Regions from separate parts of the Mus musculus genome. Here region 2 is linked to region 1. The links are chromatin contacts, called in public promoter capture Hi-C maps. All regions are on one chromosome and are shown on one strand. Each heading gives the region's core, a stretch centred on a gene start, on an enhancer-like site or on the middle of the called end of the contact. The rest is flanking DNA. Distances are from core to core; before and after follow the strand shown.

Region 1 (2,700 bases), core at 152-2,651:
CCATTGACCTCAGGGTAGAGATCCCCCCTATCTCTGTAGACACAGCCACAAGATAGGACTACTCTCAGCCAATCTTATCTTGAGCACTGGAGCCTGAGAACTGGGGAAATGCGGGTCCTCTGCTGCAGACTCTCTAGGGAGAGGCCAGAGCAGGCTGCACAGGTTGAGCAGGGGTGCAGCCAGACCTGCCTAGGGAGGAGAGGGCAGCCATCAGCAGGGTGGGGGATGGCTTGCCTTGGAAGCTTTCAGGTGGCTATTCTGCAGCCCCTGAATGTCACCCCATTATAGGCACTCCCTGTACTAACCAACAAGAGAGGGGCACCAGTCACACGGGAGGCCATATGTTAAGTCACATGACTTGTGCATAAATGGCTTCTGGCACATCTAATGAAGACATAATGTCAGCAGGGTAACTGTCGAAGGAGGAAGGGCTCTGCTCTGTGGTGGGAACCCAGGGAAATCCGGGCTTTAGGAAGGGAAAAAGTTGGGTCTTTGAAAGCAGAGCCCTTTTCTGTTCCTAATTCCAGAATGAAGCCTGGCTGGAGCAGAAGAGTCACAGCCTGATTAATGCCTAATCATTTATCAGGCAGTGACAGCGCAGTGCCATGTGATTCTGGGTTCAGGTGGCTGTTCTGCGCTGCAGAAGCCCCTGCAAAGGGTATACAGGTGGTCTCAGGAGCCAAGCCCAATGCGCCCCTCCAGTAGAGGCACTGGCCCTGGAACTTGTATCTTCCACTCCCCCGCAAGGCGCCTCGCCCACAGCAGTGTTTCTACACCCCGCAGTCTCGCAGCTGGTCTCCACCAGCCACTCCTATAAGCCTTGGGCTTCCCCCCTCTTGTGACAGGTGAGGCCATAGCTTAACTGACCCCCTTAAACGAATCACGATTCTACAAACAGTCGAATTCAACAGTGCGTCTGAACAAAGAAAAGTGCGTTAATTATGGCAGATGTGCGGAGTTTCAGGCAAGGCTTCCCGTGCGTCCCGGCCGGCACCGCAGCCCCTCTGCGGGGCCGCACGCTCTCCTGCCCCGAAAGTCACCGCGACTTTGGGAGAGAGCCACTTTCGCACCCAGACCGGCGGCCAGCTGGCGCGCCTCGAAACCCCGGCCCAGCAGAAACTGAAAGCGGACGCCGGGCTTTGCTGCTCCTCTCGGAGCCTGCATTGGAACCTTGAATCGGTGGAGGAGTGTCCCGGGAGATTCCGAGGAGTCCCGGGCCCGCGACCCTGCCCCGCTCACTTTTTCGTGCAATCCAGCAGGATTCCGGCGAAGCTGCGCTCGCCACAGCTCACGGTGACCACCAGCGCGCCGTTGACGACCTGTTCCACCCGCACCGGCAACCGGCAGCCGGCCCGCGGCTCCATGCTCCCGCCGCCTCCGGAGGCCGCCCCCGCCCGCCACCGCCGCCGCCGCCGCCGCCGCCGGGTCAGCCCCGCGTGACGCCGCCTGACGTCACAAAGCTCTGTGTGCCGGCCGCCACCGCGGAGCTAGGCTGGGGCGCGCGGCCGCGGGCTGCGCTCCCAGGAGCCGGAGGGCGTGGGGCGGTCCGCCCGCAGCGTGCGCCCACAGCCGGCTCTCAAAGCTGGGCTTGCAACGCATTGCGGGGGCCCCACCGGGCGGGGAGAAGGGTTCGTTAATCTTGACGCCACGCAGGCTTGGAATGCCCCCTAGGAGGCCTTGCCAGGAACCGAGGGGTAGCGGGGACACTCCCCGGGTCCAGGCCCTTCCCCCACTCTGCTTCTCTGGGTTCCACCCCGGGCCCCACCTCCTTCCTGATCCTGTCCCGGGGCCACTCCCTGAGCCCGGCGCAGCCTGGGGCCCTTCCCCCATGTAGTCTGGGGGTCCCCTGTCTACCAGTTTGTGCTAGAGGACCCCGGCAGCGTCTTCTACGCACGACTCCTGTGTCCACTTGGTACTTGAAAAAGTCTGTGGACACGTGTATTTGAAGCGAATCAGGCCTGGCAGAGGAGACTCCGGGTGCCGAGGGACACCAATGGGGCCCTTACAAGAGGCCTAGTGTCACCCTCACTACAGGGCTACCTGGCACTGGGCTACCCAGGTGTGCTCGGCGCCTCCTAGGAGACTATAGTGCTCCGGTCTGTTTGAGAACCTCGCAGGGCGCGGGGCTGGCCAGCACTAGTGTTGGCAGGATTATTCTATCCAGAGCTCTTGCGTCTCCTGGGACTACTCGCTGCAGCACTCCTCGCTTAGTGTACAGTATGAAGAGCCACCTCCCATGAGCAAGAGCCAGGCTCCCCGGGCGTGTGCAACCGGGCCCGCGAGGGCAGCCTGGCCATGAGTGGGAGGTGGCGGCGCCCGGCGGACGGCTGACCGCCACCCTAGACCTCCTCCGGTTTCCGCAAGCACTTGCACTCTGAATCCGGATTCGGAATCCATAACTGACTGCCTCCAAGGGTCTGTCACGTTGCAATGACCAATGGCGTCTGTGAATCGGGCCCCTAAGGCTGACTTGCATCGCCATGACCCTGCATTGGAGGCACCAAAAGGGCAGAGAGGTACTGACCACGGATCTACCAGGCCCATGTCCTTTTCAGCTGGGGAGTGGAGTTCTTGCCCTGCTGGGACTTGCTTCAGGGCTGCTACCACTGACGCCGCCAAGGACAGCCGAGGCCGCCCTGGCGCCACTTTACCTTGCCTTAAGGCTACACTAGAGCAGATGAGAAAGTCTGGGCGGAGTCC
Region 2 (2,700 bases), core at 66-2,565, 280 kb before region 1:
TAGTACATGTCTTTAATCCAAGCACTTAGATGGCAGAAGCAGGCAGATCTTTGAACTCAGACGTTCAAAGCCAGCCTGGTCTACAAAGCAGGTTCAGGCTGCTAGGGCTAACACTGTAAGATGCTGTCTCAGGACAAAATAACCCCTCCACACACATACATACATGTGTGTGCACACACGACTTTAGGCTAAAGAGTAGGCTCAGTGGTTAAGGATACGTGTTGCTCTTACAGATGGTCTGGGTTTGATTTCCAGAATCCATATGGTGGCTCACAGTCCCAGGAAAGCCAATGTTCTCTTTGGCCTCCATGAGTACTAGGCACATATGTGATATACATTTGGGTAAAGCGTTCATACACATAAATAATAAATCTCAAAACGTTTAAAAGTCTTTTATAACTAGATATTTAAAGCTAAAACCTCATAAAGTACACAAACACAGAAACACTACCATCTGACACAATTAGTGTTGGCTAGCCAGGCAAAGCATGGTGGCTCACAAGAGCTCAGGCAGCAGAGGCAGGAGAATTGCTGTGAGCACCAGGCCAGCCTAGGTTACAGAGTAAGTTCCTTTCTAAAGCAACAGAAGAAAGAAAGAAAGAGAGAGAGAGAGAGAGAGAGAGAGAGAGAGAGAGAGAGAGAGAGAAAGAGAAAGAGAAAGAGAAAGAGAAAGAGAAAGAGAAAGAGAAAGAGAAAGAAGATTAACAATACAAAGCAAACCTGCAAAGAAAAAGAAAGAATGTGAAGCCAGGCAGTCCTGCAGTGAGGTCTCAGCCCCTCCCTGGCTCCCAGGTGTGTCAGGTGTCTTTGCATGTGGCTCTAGTACAACCAGGCAGGCAGGCAGGCAGGCAGGCAGGCAGGCAGGCAGGCATACCTCACAGCTGAGGCTCTGGAGAGCTGTCAGAGTTGACCCTTGGACTTGTTTCTTTATAACTTCTATTAAAATAATCTTAGATTTGGAGAAAAGTTATGACATACAGGGCCCATTTTAATACCATCTTTCTTTCTCTTTTGTGGACAGGGATGCAAGACTGTTCATCCCTGGGTCTAATGCCCCACTTCTCATCTCAGACTAAGACAGGGACCTACTGGCTGGACAGGGAGATTAAACCGAGAAGCCAGCCTCTCTATCTCAGCCTCCTCACTGTCTCCTGCAGCTCCGTGGGGCTTGCAGACAATGCTCACACGGTTCCCAGTGCTGCTGTGAATACAGCGCTGTTGGTGGCGGTGTCCATTCAAAGGCCAGTACAGCATTGTCCTCCCCAATCAGCACAGTAGAATGCAGTCTGCTGGTGGCTGCCAAAAGGTTAGCCTCCCGATGAAAGGGCGGGCCATTATTCACCACTCCCGCAGAGCGCCCCTTTGTGCCCAGCAGCCCAGCCCTACACTGCGGAGGTCCGGATCTGCGGCTGGCTGAGCTCGCCACAGAAGCCATTCATTGGGATGCAAAGATGCACAAAGGTGGCCCCTGGACCCAGAGGCTGCTTTTTTGGAGGCTGGAGGCATGGTGGTGTAGGGCAATGACATATTCTAATGCCTTACCACACTGACAAGCTGACCATGGTCACCAGGACTGATGGACATTTGGTCTCTCTCTCGGCTCCCAGCTCCCTGGGAGGTCCCAGAAAAAGGGCCATGGAGCAAACAGCAGGAAATGCCACACAGACAAGGCCTTTGCTGCTGGCTGCTGATTCACTAGCCTAGGAAGGCGGCCCCATGGAGGAACACACCACAACCACAGGGGCATCTGTCAGGGGCACCTACCCAAGACTCTGGCAATCTCCTTGAAATTGAGACATGATCCTGAGGTAAGACATTAGAGTTGAGTGCTATCCTTGGTCTTGATGGGGGCAGCAGCAGCCATTTTTCTATTCCCGGAGCTAGTGAGCAGCATTGCCATGGCCTCCACACAAACATAGATAGCTAAGCAGGGCCCATAGCAGAGGGTACACTTGGTCAAGTGTCAGGGGTCAGGGGTCAGAAAGAATGATTTGAGGATACCAAAGGATGAGGGTGCCTGGGTTCATAGACCTTGTGGGGAAGGCAGGCATGGACAGGAATTGGACATTTTGTTGGGACAAAGCACCTGAACCCGTTTCTAATTGCCTGAGCTGTATCCCACAGTAGAGGCTGAGTGAGGCTTCAGGCTTGGTATAGAACCTGCACAGGCATTAACCTCAGATGAAAGAGACTGACTGTATACAGATTTACAAGACAAGCCCCAGACTGGGGCAATAATAGGGGAAGCATCAGACCCATTTCCCATAGCTAAGGTTCTTCTTCAGGGACCAAGATGACACAGCCTCTCTTACACTAGAGGCTGGGAGAAGTCAACAAAGGAAGGGAACCAGTGGAAGAACCTTAGGCTGATCTCTCTGTGTGATGGCATGGCCTCCAGAGGTCACCAGCCTGGTGCTTGTTTGATCATGGCACAGGAGTGAGACTCTGTCTTCTGACTCCTTGTATAGAGCACTGCTTCAGAGGCACATGGAGGAGGAGTTCATAGACCAAGCTTACTAATTGCCATTGCAGGGAGACATGGTAGGGGAGTCAGTGGTTCCAGCCCCACCCTACAGTGGCACCATGGTCCAGAGGACCCAGCTTTGCCTCTTACTTTAGGGGCACACTGATCTATGGTATAGACAAGCATGTACAAATTTGTTCTGTACAAGCCCCACAACACATGTGTGCATTCACATG

What was found. Promoter capture Hi-C pulls out the DNA fragments that hold promoters and counts their contacts.
Region 2: a promoter capture Hi-C map of embryonic stem cells shows a contact between it and region 1. The contact joins the enhancer-like site here to the promoter of Pwwp2b in region 1. A contact is called at or near these places in 3 of 39 promoter capture datasets (embryonic stem cells, neutrophils and pre-B cells), 1 of 115 datasets of contacts at active chromatin or transcription factors (bone marrow-derived macrophages) and 1 of 9 other capture datasets (liver).

What each region holds. Positions count from the first base shown.
Region 1 is chr7:139,247,183-139,249,882 of GRCm38.p6, reverse strand. Pwwp2b (PWWP domain containing 2B) reads right to left here and starts at 1,401. Exons shown (of 3, transcript NM_001098636.1): 1 at 1,240-1,401. The coding sequence starts at 1,364.
Region 2 is chr7:139,527,521-139,530,220 of GRCm38.p6, reverse strand. The region is part of intron 8 of Inpp5a (inositol polyphosphate-5-phosphatase A); the gene reads right to left. Among named protein-coding and RNA genes, the nearest start is that of Gm33031, 54 kb to the left of the region's middle. Within about 2 kb of position 1,315, at least 25 of the 459 cell types and tissues checked have an H3K27ac peak or open chromatin away from gene starts, as enhancers often do. A contact at or near this core is called in embryonic stem cells, where this site is marked.